2 separate regions of the Anas platyrhynchos genome follow, and region 2 is linked to region 1. A link is a contact called in public Hi-C data. All regions are on one chromosome and are shown on one strand. The core of a region is the stretch at or near the end of the contact, and the rest is flanking DNA. Distances in the headings are between cores, read along the strand shown.

Evidence for each region. Hi-C and Micro-C count contacts between places; a contact is called where the count stands out from the background.
Region 2: a Hi-C map of subcutaneous adipose tissue shows a contact between it and region 1, with 2.1 times the contacts expected there. The contact joins two enhancer-like sites. A contact is called at or near these places in 3 of 8 Hi-C or Micro-C datasets (liver, skeletal muscle and subcutaneous adipose tissue).

The regions. Positions count from the first base shown.
Region 1 is chr1:26,329,909-26,336,824 of IASCAAS_PekinDuck_T2T, reverse strand. ST7 (suppression of tumorigenicity 7) reads left to right here. Exons shown (of 15, transcript XM_038179926.2): 3 at 6,221-6,380. Among named protein-coding and RNA genes, the nearest start is that of ST7, 80 kb to the left of the region's middle. Within about 2 kb of position 4,919, at least 4 of the 8 cell types and tissues checked have an H3K27ac peak or open chromatin away from gene starts, as enhancers often do. A contact at or near this core is called in subcutaneous adipose tissue, where this site is marked.
Region 2 is chr1:26,461,886-26,468,109 of IASCAAS_PekinDuck_T2T, reverse strand. No RefSeq gene overlaps it. Among named protein-coding and RNA genes, the nearest start is that of CAPZA2, 10 kb to the right of the region's middle. Within about 2 kb of position 1,284, at least 1 of the 8 cell types and tissues checked has an H3K27ac peak or open chromatin away from gene starts, as enhancers often do. A contact at or near this core is called in subcutaneous adipose tissue, where this site is marked.

The DNA of each region.
Region 1 (6,916 bases), core at 3,670-6,169:
ATGGAGGTGTAGACAAAGACTGAAAGAAGACTGAAAGCCTGTTTTGTGTTGAAAGCCTTTTTTGTGGACCTTCACTTCTGCTGTCAGTTTTTGCTGCTTATACGCCACCATCCTAAACATGCAAAAGACACATAGGCCGGGCAGGTGACAGTCAGGAACCCTAGGCTGTAGGGAAAGTGTATGTGCTGAGAGGAACATGTGATCTGTAAACTGGATGATGGAAAAAGAACTCAGCAGGGATGGCCATGGAAAAAAGAAACTGCAGCTTAAGTAGACCATGGAGAATGGTCATCATCAGGATCATCATCAGGAAAGACAACAGGGCAAGTTCCATTGAGGTAGTGCTAGCCAGTCCCTATCCCAATTACGCTTCAGATTTATTATTTCATAACAATATTGCTGTTTACCAATGGCCCTGTAACATGCTGAATTGCTTACAATGCCACCCACTTACCTGTCATGCAGCATCTGTAGTTCTGAAGGGTTCTGAAACCTGCTGGTGGTATTAAATGAAACCCTTTCATAAAACAAACATTCTCCTCTCAAATCTACATCACTAGGGTATCTGTCAGAATAGATGTACTGATAGTTCTTGGAATTTTCCACCATATGGTCTGGCAGATTTGTTTCCACTACTGGTGGGCTGCAATTCCCAATCAGAAGGAGAAATCACAGCACAGCAGGTTATGAAATGAAGGAAAATTCCATCATTTCAGAAGTGTAGTGACCAATGGGAAAGTGAATGCTTTTTCTGTTTCATGTTTGGATCATGAAACAATGACTCTGCAGAGTTCAGCTCTGGGGAATTGCATGCTACGTGACTCCTTTGCAGAACAGTGCTCTCCTGTCTTATTTTGTCTCTTACTTTGTTTTCATTCTTTAGGTAAAATTCTGGCCTCACTGTAGATGATGCGATTTGAAGCAAAGATGTCAAACCCTTTTTCTTTTCTGGGTAGCTCAGAACAGTACAGAAAAGTCTTTTCTATCTCAGCCATTCTCCTTAATAATTACTTTACAGCACGTAGTTTAAAACGAACAACTTAGCATCCTTTGAATTCACCCCAGCACCTATTTTTGACATTAAGAATAGGAACTAAATTAAGTCCCAAACTACATACAAAATATTATATTGGAAACTTGGTTCCACAAGAGTTACTTTTGATTCAGTGAAAAACAGGGCTCTGTCTCAGAGAATCCAGTGGAGCTGTGTTGTAGTTGGTGTCAAGAGGCTGAAGTTTGCCACAGGTAGGGTAACACGGAACACAACTGATGTCAGGTAAATGCTGTGAACTGCAGCTGTGTTCCTAAATGCCACCGAGGTTTCTCAGTAAGGCTGCATATTTGTTACCCCCAGAGTGAAAGTTGTTGTGGCATTTGGACTGCAAGCTGATAGAGTCTGGGTTAACAAACCTCAGGCAGCAGTGAGCCCCAGTCTCGAAGCTCCACCAAGAATGCCTTATTATTCCCTGGCAGAGCTTGGGGAAAATAACAAGTTTTCTGCTTTTTTGCAGCTGATGGTGCTAGTGCAGGAAGTCTCAAAGAGGACACAAATTATTTCTTGTTGATATTAACTGTTATTCTGTGTTTATTTATTTGTTCTGCTACCTTTGTGTAGTCTGCTGCAGAGGGGCAGAGAGGTGCCTGAATTCTGGGTGTTCCCACAGATTCTGTGGAAGTCTGACGTTTGCACAGGGACAATCTTTGGCAGCTGAAGACTGATACGTGGTAATTGTTCAAAGCTTCAGCTCTGCTCAGTGGAGGCTGGCAGGTTGGGGAGGGCAGAGGCCTTGTAGGGAGCTCCTGAGAAATTGGAAGCATTTGCCAGGTAGCTGATGAGAGAGGAGGGATCTGCAGGATGGCAGCCTGTAACCTGCTGAAGGCATAACAAGTGGCACCTACCAAGCACTGAGAGAAGTCCTGTGGTTAGGCCAGGCAATATATTATTTTCTTTTCCCTTTCTTTGTTTTCAGAGGCAGGTAAAATGTAGGTAAAGAGTTATTTTGCATAAGGTGGTTGCTAGCATCGCAGACAAAGGGGCTTTCTCTGTTGAAGAACAAGTAGCATTGTATCATCACATCCGTATGGATAAACACTCTTGCTTCCCAAAGCAGGATGATCTTCCCCATACTGTCTACTGGGAACAGCCCCTGGGCTGTGATATCCCTTGAACACGTCCAGTCATTGTCAGGGAGAGTTGGTGCAGGCCGGGCAGTGTGCTGACAAATAAACAGCGTGGATGACAGAGCCAGTCCAACACGTGCTGTGCTCCTGTTTTATTTATCACAGGGGCTTAACCATTGAATGCTCTGCTGTCATCATCCTGCTCCTCAAGGGAGTAAGCCTCATTTAGATCCATTAGATTGGTTGTTACCGCCCCTCATATTAGAAGAGCATTCCAAATCTGACTCCTCAGAGACCCGGATGTCTAATTAGAAGTCTGAATGAGAGCCCTGAGCTGTGGAAGTTGCCTGCAAATGAAATTCTTTACTCTTTCAGCTGAAGACTCAATATGCACACTGGGAGAGGACTATGGATAGTAGTCACTGTAAGAGAGGATGCCTGTCTTGGATATGATAAACAGGAAAGCATCATTCAGATTGCTGATAGATGTATTTGGTCCAGTGAGAACAGCCATCAAAACCGTCCCTTGTGGACTGATGCATTTCTGGTGGAGTATCTGCTCTGAAAATCGAAGAGGGAAGATCAGATAATCCAAGGGATGCAGAATGGATTTGTTGTTGCACAGAGAAATAAAACAATCTGGGATTGTGAGATCTCTTATGTGAGAGCAGAGATAAGACAGAGAGGAACTGTGATGTTTTCATCACACAGGGGAAGTACCTGCATAGAGAAGCAAAGGCAAAAAAGGTCCATAACAAGTATCTGAAATGCTTTCAGATTTATGAGTGATTAACCAGCTTTTATTTGACCCAAATATCTTTGCTGCATATGAGCTGGTTTTTTTGTTCATAGCCATGCACTTGTAGAAGTCATCCTTAAGGGTTTTCCAAAGTCAAATATTCTTACATTAAGCATGACCCCTACCAGACTGAAAAACAAGATTTCTAGATTTGGACTTCAAAACACAAAGCTGAAAATGTTCAGAACAGGTTTTTAACTTGGCCTTTGTGAAGGTTTAAAGATCCTTTGAGAGTCTGGAGTTGTGTGACCCTGATCAGATATGAAAGAACAGGCATCAGCTAGAGAGAACCCAGAGAAATTTGCTACTGCTGTGAAGATGAGCTTCCCTTCTACCCTATGTGTATGAGAGAAATGAATAATTCAGTCACAGAATGGTTTGGGTGGGAAGGGACCTTAAAGATCACCCAGTTCCAACCCCCTGCCATGGGCAGAGACACCTTCTTGTAAAGGTAAATACCACTAAGTGAGGTGGCTTTACTTTCAGAGGTGGTGCAGAAATGACTTTTCTCCCTAATTTCCTCTCTGATCCAGATCTCTTTCTACAGGTAATTAATCCTTGTAGTTCACTATTATTCTGCCAGATGATTTCTGCTGAACTGTCAAAAGCTTATTGACTTCACATTGCCTTCAAACTGGCTGGTACAGTTAGAAATAAAACTTGGTTATAAAAAATCAGGTTTCAAAACGGCTGACGCTGTCTGAGAAAGGTGCAGAAATACTGCGAAGGCAATTTATTGTTTCAACTTCAAAACCAGATTACATATTACCTTCTCATACACCCTGAACAAATCACTCTAAGCAAAGGCATATTGTGGTGATGATTTATGGCTTCATTTTCTAGGAGCTGGTATGCACTGAGATCTGGTTTGTGTTCCCTGGCACTGGATTCACTCAACATTGCAAATATTTCTCAAAGATGTCTTAGAAGATTTAGGAGCTTTAATCCCCCTTTAAAAAGTAATTAATGTATTTGTAAGGCTAAGGAGGAACTTACAGCTGTACCACATGTTTTGACAAGTTCCTGTCACTCAGCTGAACCGTAGTAGTGACAGCATGCATGCATTCTTTCTGCTTGTATCCTCAGTTTCACTGAAATTCAGTGTGACAGTTTCCCAATTTGTATACAGTTATGCAGGGCAAATGAGGTCACAAGAGCTCTATTTTTTTTTTCTTTTTATGTAAAAGCTGTTGATAGTTGAAATAATAAGCAGGAAATTATTAACATGTTTTAATTTCTTTTTTTTCCCTTAAAGAAAGTATGAAGCCAGTTAGATGACAATCTAACTACCTAGAGTTTTGAGAGGCCAGTCTGGCAAGCTGTACTTCAGTCCCTGGCTCTGTTACAGTGATACTCAGCGTCCTGTGTCTCAGTACAAAACTATAATCCTCGATTCCTTAAAACCATGTCCTTTGAGGCTTTGGATAGGCACAAATGTGGCTTCAGTTGTGTTCAGGCTTCAAAGTTGCCAAAGACAGTACAAAAGTATACACTAATGGCAGAGCTGTGACTATATTTTACAGCACGGTCTTTCTCTGATGGTCGGCCATATCTTGGCTGCTTAGGTTATGATGCACTCTTGTATTGTAAGATTTAGATTCTCAACCCTTCAGAAAGCATTGTATAAGAACATGAGAAGAGCTAAACCCAAAGACTCGCCTGTGCCAGCTCCCTGTCCATCATCCCTAGCATTTGGAGAAGCACAGGCGGTGGTGGATGCCTGGGAAGTGCATCAGTGCAGAGCAGCATGCAGTGATACTTCCTCGCGGGTCTTCCCACCCAGGTGTATCCCAAGGGAACACACAGAGTGACAAACCCAGGTAGGAGCTCTACATGCTGTGAGGGATTTCAGTGACTTGCCAGGAATGCAGAGTTCACAAAGATCCAGATGTGTTTATGTTCTGGTTTCCCTGTGAGCATCTGTTTATCTTCCCCAGTGCCTGTGACCTTTATCTGTTCACGTTAGTAGCCGTTCTGTCTTCTCCTCATAAAACTGCTTTATTCTTCCTTGTTGATGTCTCCAAGAAGAGCCATTAGCTTGTTTTGGGGACCAAGTGGTCTCCAGGGCTGCCACACATACTTGTGTGAAGTTGATCTATGGCCACCAGCTACGTTCCCACTCCATCCAGCACAGTTAGCATCAGCTTCTTCCGGATGAATGCTCTTGGATACTTTAACAACACAGCTGGACTTAGGGGAAGCCGCAGTGCTGAAGGTATCACAGTGATCTTTGGAGAGGAATTCTTTCTTGCTGTGCCCCTGTGGAGTTTCTCCCCTGTGGAATGGTTTGAAGAAAAAAAGAAAAAGAAGTAAACTTTACAGACAATCCTATGGAGACTGAGAGAAGTTGGTTCAATTACATAAAGAGCTCAAGAGGACTTTAAAAAAGAAAAAAAATACAGAAATACAGAGACCGTTTTTGGTGATTCAGGAGCGATTCAGGGAAGGCGTGGAGCCCGACATGAACCTCGCTGCAGACTCCGGGTGTCCCACAGCCCAAAGCCTTGTAAACCCTTCAGGATATACTCATTTGAAGTGTGTGCTGCACTCAAAATCTTTTTCCTGTTTATGTGAAATAGTCTTCATTTCCAGGTTTATGTAGTTTCCTAAAATGTCTGTTCTTACCCCAAAAATATAATTTCTCTGTGAAAATACAGCAAACGTGTATTTATGTGCATAATTTCAATTTCCAGGGGTTCTTTTAGGCTGTGGAATTTGTTAAGCAGATCTATGTAAATATATATATATATTTCTGATTTTCTAGCTGAACCAAAAGCCTGAAATTTAATTCGGAATCATGCTAAGTCAGGAATACAAAACCAAACACAGCTGGCTCTGTTGGGGGAAAAAAAAATAATCCTTTAAAAGGTGTAAGAATGGTTTTTGGGGTGTTGTTCGGTACTTTAAACGTTCTTTAAATGAAATGTGGTGGGATCCTTCGGAGGCATTGCCAGGAAGAGGAGCAAAGCTGCCTTTCCTCACCTTTTTTGCACTGCCCGTGGAGGGAGGCGGCTGCGGCAGGAGCACAGCCCTGCGTGCAGCCTCGCCTGGGATGGGCGGAGCGGGGCTCCCGTTAGATGTCACCTCAAAACAACGTTCCTCGCAATGTTAAAAGCCTCCGAAGGACGGGATTTGGTGTAAGGGATGGGATTTTTCGCTGTTGCTGCCGGAGGAAGGCGGCCTCCCGGCAGCAGGGAAGGCGGGCGGGCTGCGAGTCCCCGGCACCCCCGGGGGCGGGGGCGGGGGCGGCGGCGAGGGGCTGCGGCGGGGGCCGTGGTGCCAGTGACGGCTGTGTTGCAGATCTTCGAGTGGTGGTACTTCCGCAAGTACGGCACGTCCTTCATCGAGCAGGTCTCGGTGAGCCACCTGCGACCTCTGCTGGGCGGGGTGGACAACAGCGCGCCCAGCACGGCCAACGCCGCCGGCGGCGAGGCGGACTCCAGCCGCCAGAGCGTCTCAGGTGAGGGGCGCTGTGCTGGTGTCACCCCCACGCGGGACCCCGGCCCTCGGCGCTGCCCGTGGGGAGCCAGGAACCGGCCCCCAGCAGCCAGGAGCCAGCCCTGAGGAGCCAGGGGTCAGCCCTGAGGAGCCAAGGGCCAGCCAAGTGCCTCCTGCACAGGGCTGCCCCATTAATCCCTCGCCCTGACCGACGCCACTCGCCCAGGCTGAGGTGCTGAGGTGGCGACTTGCTCCCCTCCTGAAGCCCCCCCGCATGCCTTACGCTTGCTCTTTTTGCCATATCGTTTCTAAAGGCTTTTCCTTGTAGTTCTTTCCAGGAATTAAAAGCACATATAAAAATACGGGAAGCACATTGTCAGAAATGATCAGAAAAACTGATTGCCCATCTGCTACTTTGCTTCATTTTTTAGATAATGTGAGCAGTAAGCGAGCAGCATTCTGATTTCCCTTCAGCAAGCAGAAGCACAGTGGCTCTTACTAGCCTAAGGGCTTGTTCCATTCCCGGCTCTGCTGCTGAGTTGCTTGGTGGCTTTGGGC
Region 2 (6,224 bases), core at 35-2,534, 130 kb before region 1:
AACATCATATTTACATTTTGGTAATTAATAAAACTCGAAAGCTAAATCTATTTGATCAGTACTGTTGCTGCGAATTAACTGAAATAAATACAAGTTTCACATTGGCAATAGTTCTCAGGCTTCTAGGCCGCTGCGCTTGGAAATAAATTCGCTGGAACGTGTCTGTGTTGTCTTTAGATGGTATCTCTGTAATACACTGAAATAGATTGGATAAGAATCTCTGGATATCCTTCACGATCTTTTATTAGACGTGCATGTGTACATACCAATGAGCAAAGACTGAAAGCAGAAAAAGAAAGCACCATTTGATTTTCTGCTGCAGCGTCTGCTTAGGATCTGCTAAATATACCCCTTGCTAATGAAGACTAATTGTTTTATATCAGAAAAATGTAAGGCACTAACTCTTTGGGTTTTGTCTGTGTGTCACTGACACGGTGTGGAGGACTTGCTTCTAAATCCGTTTACCTAGATCGGAGCCCCTGAGAGGAGTCCTCACAGAAGTGGCAATTCCAGGGACCTGCTCTCAAATTTTGTCACCTGATTTTAGGCTTCATTTAAGCCACACCATTTCTCTGGCTGGTTCAATGTCTCCTATTATTAGAAACTGCTCCCTTTCAGGAACTCTGAACCCTGGCTTGGCTTCCCCTTCCCAAAACTCTGCGGAGACCTCTCAATGCATCTGGCATTGTACTTGGCACTCTGAGCTAGCTTAATGTACGCCCATTGTCAGCTCCTACATGGATCGCCTTATACTACAAAAGAGAGCCTAAAATAAAGACCGTATATCCTGCAGCAGGAAAAGAAAGATTATGATCTCCGTGCCAATTGCCTCGGCCTCCTTTCTACCCCGAGGAGTTGTATTTCACTGTGGGGTTTTGCACCCCTAGCCTGGTGTCACTAATCCCTAACCCATACCAGCCAGCGTCAGGCACGTCTCAGATGACACCGGGGCACAGATGTCGGCAGCACCGATGTCAGGCAGGCATCCCGGAGATTTTGCAGTTTACTCAGGACTGAAATTCCTCTCTGTCTTCCTCATCAGTTCCTCCCCTGACACTAGGGGAACCGCTCCACCCACACCCACTGCAGCAGCTTCACTATTTGTTTTGGTTTTCCTTTTGTTTTGCTTCTCTCGGCTAACAAAATTCCCATACGTGTTAACATTAAAACAAAACCCTCCAGGGCTGCCACAGACCTGGCCCATTTTACCCTCTCCCTTCCACCTGGAGCCCAGGGCAGGCAGCAGCAGCCCCATTGCAGGGCTGGCCACCAGCAGGGGACCCTACCAGGCCCTCCAGTGCACACACGCTACAAAATCCCAGCCTTGCCAAGTTGAGAAGGCTGGAACAGATTTTTATGGCTTGACAGAGGATTTGCTAACAGCCCGTTTGAAAAATCCTTCCCTGGAATGCAGCCCACAGTCAAAGGCAAGCTGTATTGCCCCGAAACTGTAAGGGCTGACATGCTCAAAGGAAAGAAAATGGCATGAGATCTGTTGCCCTCTCCTCCTCACCTTCCCACTTTCCCATTCCTTTCCTCCTTCTTTTCTTTCTTTCCTGGCCGGCTGGAAAGTCCCTGAACACGAGGCAGGCAACAATGATGGCAGCAGCAACCTAACATGACTCAGAGCAAAGAAAGAAAAGGTTGTGACTAAAAGGAACATAAGGCCAAGGAATAAATAAGCAGAGATGCAGAGCTAAAAACTGCCAGAAATGAACAAATATAGGTCCAAACATCACGAGCTACACAAGGGATTGGCCAAAAACCAGCATCCAGCACTGTGCTGGGATATATGATGAAGCTGGACTCCTCTATGGCAGGCCTGCAAATACATCCAGCTAGGTGCAGAAATAGCTTTTCATGCCACCATGTCAGCAAGCCGCCCATGGAGCAGCAGTCCATCCATGTCCCATCCCCTCCAGCTATTACCATTCCTTCTGTGTTTTCATAGGTTATGGAAGACTCACATCCAACCTGTCCATACTAAATTTTCAAGAAAGCTCTTTGTCTTCTCCTGTGTTGCATTTTCAACATCTGTAGAGGCTCCTTGCTGTTCTCTTTTTTCTCTAAAAATGACTTTTGATGCGAGAGTCACAAAAATTTGAAAAAGAATATTCAGAATAGAGACTCCTCTCTGTCATGCTAGATGATGTTACCTTAAATCTTCAGATATCCCACCTCTGTTAGTATCTCTTTGTCATCTCATCCTAGTGATCACAACAGGGATAAGACTATTCTTTTTTCTTGCTGTATATCCTGATCCAACATGAGAGACTTAAAACAGAAGTTCACAATCTTCTGCTGAGGAAGGAAGTAGAGCTCTGTATTTGCACTAACTTTCCACAGATTGCAGGAGCCTGAGCTTACCATCTGGAGAGAAAGTATATGAGGCTTCCTTTCAGACTAATGATCTGTACCAGTCAGGGATATCATTATAACTGCAGCAACAGGAGTTAGAGCAGGCACAGAAATAGTAACTGCGATCTCTGAAAATTAGAAAACTGGTTAACACACATGTGGAATACAAGTTTGTTCTCTTTCCAGAATCAAATGTATTTTCTTTGGTTCAAAATAGTTCATCTAGATATCAAAATTCCTTAGTGAGTTACTAATTACTACCAAAATATAGTTCTGGTTTTAATATTTTCCAGTCCCAATTAGTTCACAATGCTTGTTGGAGGGCCAGAAAGAGGAAAATTGCAGCATTTTTTTTTTTTCTCAGATTAAGCATAATGTTTTACTCCTCTATGTATTTCTTGAACAGGGAAAAATGAAAACAGTATAATGTAATGTTTAATCTGTGTGTTACTTTTGTTCTGAGTTGTCCTCCTTAACCAAAAGGTTATGTCTGTGGGGGCGTTACAGTGGGATGCATTTCTTCTGGTTTTGCACTAGGCTTCTGTCAGTCGTCTTTCATCCATGTTTAGATACAGGGAGAATGGGACTAACCAATTTACTGCAACAAAAAACATACAAAAAAAAACATATTTTTTCTCCTTTTTACAAACTTCTCCAGAACAGACAGAATTATTAACTTAACAAATTCTTTTTGCCATAGACATAATCAATGTTGGAAATCCTCTGGGGGAGTTTTCTTCCGTGTAATCTGTTGAATAAAGGGCTGTCAATACATAGCCTAGGAAGCCACTTACAGAGGAGTATAAAACAAATATGAAATACAAGGATGGTAATTCCCACATTGAGCTTTGTCATGCTTGCAATATTAATTTTGCTCTTTGCAGTAGACCTGTGTAGCATTAGACAACTCAATTCAGCGTAAAATTGAGGCCTGAAAATAAGAAATAGATTTCTGAGGTCAAACAAGATGAATGTTAACTTGAGACAATGTACAGGTGTAAAACTTGCATTCCCATCTGCACACACATTCCCCATTTGTCTGTTACCTCCTTCCTTGATTTCTGGTATCTCCTCTTACCCCAAATGGCTCACTGCCATCATCAACTTCAGAATGCAAGTGGGTGAAATCCTGGCTCTTTTGTGGTCAGACAGAGACCTGCTAATTTCCAGAGCACCAGAAAACTGAGAACAATGTCTTTATTACAGCCATGTGTAAGAGTACTTTGGGTAAAGGAGAATGGTAAGATAACATCCTCAGAGTTGCTTTTACACATGAGGTTGTTTCATGGCATCCCTGTGTACAGATAAACAGATGACAGATGTCCCAAGTAAGCAGATCTTGTGCTCTAGGGCCACAGGTGAGTTCTGTGGGGAAGCGTTTACATGACCACTATAGGCAACTTACACCACCGTCTGCCTCTGTCTTCCAAAAAAAAAAAAAACAAAACAGTGCAGAGAAAGAAGTTAAAAGATGTTAAGAAAGATGTTAATAGAATGATGTGATTTTGTCAATATACAAGGTGGCAATAGGTTTTAAGGAGTCTTCTTTTTTTAAGTGACTGGGGTAACTGACAAGACACTGCAAAGGATCGCTTACGTTAGCAGACAGGTTCTACTCTAATGGTATCAGAGTGCAAACCCTTCTCGTGGTAGATGCATCTCACTTACAAAATACATTTTTGTATCAAGTTCTTATATCAAATGTACTTTTTACTAGATGAGATGAAATCTACATGTATGTCTTTATTTGATGGTCTGCCTTTCCACAGTGTATGTACTTTGAAAGAAAGTGAGCAGATGCCTGGTGCTAGGAGCTATATAAAACATGAGAGATTAAAATTTTTTTAAAAAAATTGTTCTTTTTTTTTGTCTTCCAAAATTTGTTTTCCTGCAAGACTGAATGTTACAGACTTTGACAAACCTCAAATCCCATTTATTGAGAAGTTCATACTGAAACAAAGAAAAGAAGGCCGATATGAGCTGCTGTGATTTGTAACCAGACAGACCTTCTTTGTTGGGATCTCTGCACCTTTTGTGGGATCCTCACTGCAACCTACTGCAATCCCAGTTCACATCAGACCTATCTTCACTATCAGAAGAAATGCCTGATTTTTAAATATAGTAGAAATAGGCCCTTTACATTTCACAAGTCCAGTCAGTTGGTAACATGCAATAGTGCGTAAAGGGTGGAAAGAGACAGCTGGGCAGCAGACACTCACCTGAAGCTACTCTGAACTGCGTGTTGGCTGCATTTTCTGCTAGCAGTTCATTCAGCCATTAGTCACCTGGAGAGATGAGGGCATTACAGCCTTCCCCTGCTCATACAATGTCAGTGTAGGCCTCATCCCATTTGCAGACACACTAACTATCTAAAGCAGCTTCTGGAAGACAGCAAACACTAAAAGAAAAAAAACGTGATTTTCAAAATATTAACACTGTTCTATCCTGAGTCAGAAATGTTCTTGTCCAACTAAGAAGTTACTAACCCTGAAACGAAAGGGTTATCTTTTCTAATAATGACTTTGTCTCTGCAACTGAGGGCGTCTTGCAAAGACACCCGATGTCACCAGTGGTTGAATAATGTCTCTCATTGGAAGCATAATGGCATCTCAAAACAAGTGAATCAGAATCGCAAGCTACTTCTGAGATTACAAACTCTGTTTTCAAAGCAGACGACTGAAATCACGTTCCCACATCAACATTTGGACACTGTCCTGATTTCCAGAAGTTTTAGCATTCAGAACTTTCACTGAGGTCAGGAGCAAGCATAGGCAAGTACTAATTTCAGGAATCATTCAGGGGCCAAACTACCAAAAATACAATTACATTTCTTTGCTTCAAAATCCTACCACCTCTTTATGCTGTTTCTTCTCATATGTGACATAAGACCAAAAATTAAGGCCCCATGCCATTGTGCAGCATGAAGTAACATTGCTTCTGAGCCATTTCTCTCTAGATAGGCACAGATATTTTCAGCCCTTCAGTGACATCTGCTTGTATGGTTTATCTTTACTGAGATTTTATCTTCACAAGAAATTCACTTCCATAGAGGGCAAAAGAAAAAGGAATTTGGACTCCTCCAGTGAATCTCAACTACATTATACAAATCAGCACATTTGCCATTTCCTGTTGAAAAATAAAATCGCCAATGTCCCCTTATAAATAAATCCAGCTAGAAAACTACACTTTTCTTTTTCAGAAGGGAATAACTAAAAATATAAACAGGAACCAGGCTCAGTGAGAGGGAAGGAAAAGAATTTGTGTGCTTTCTCATGGAGCTCTTCAAAAACTCTTGGCTGCTCTAGTCCCATAAGAAGTTAACGGCTGGGGAGAGCAATGCTCCAGCTCTGTTGCTTTCTTCACCTCTATTTCCTTTGTCCTAATACAATTGCTGCTTTCTACTGGTCCTCTCTTCTCTGTTAAACCTTCCTGGTAGAGAGCAAAGGCAAGCAAATGCTGTACACCAAAGAGGAGTTAGACCGATTCAGGTCTGAGAGGTCTCAGAGAGATCTTTATGCGCACAATCACCTAAAAGGCCCTCTTCAGCCATTATGGGATGCAGAAACCCTTACACTTTGATTCTCCCACCTCCTAACCCCCCATCTGTCCTTGCCCTTTGCTAATGCTAATACAGATCTTCCTCTGTATTATCCATAGCTACTGATACAGCATTTATGATGTCTGCGTAGGGGTTACACTAGAGACAATACAGAAATACAGCCCTCTTGGTACAAAGTCCTCCACGGAAAAGCAGGGGATTTACCTGCCTAAGTATGAGCTCGCTGGGGAGCACAAAGCAATGCTGAATTCAAGTGTCATCCTTTCTCCCTTCCATTAGCTTTGTAACTTCAGCTGTCCATTGTGTT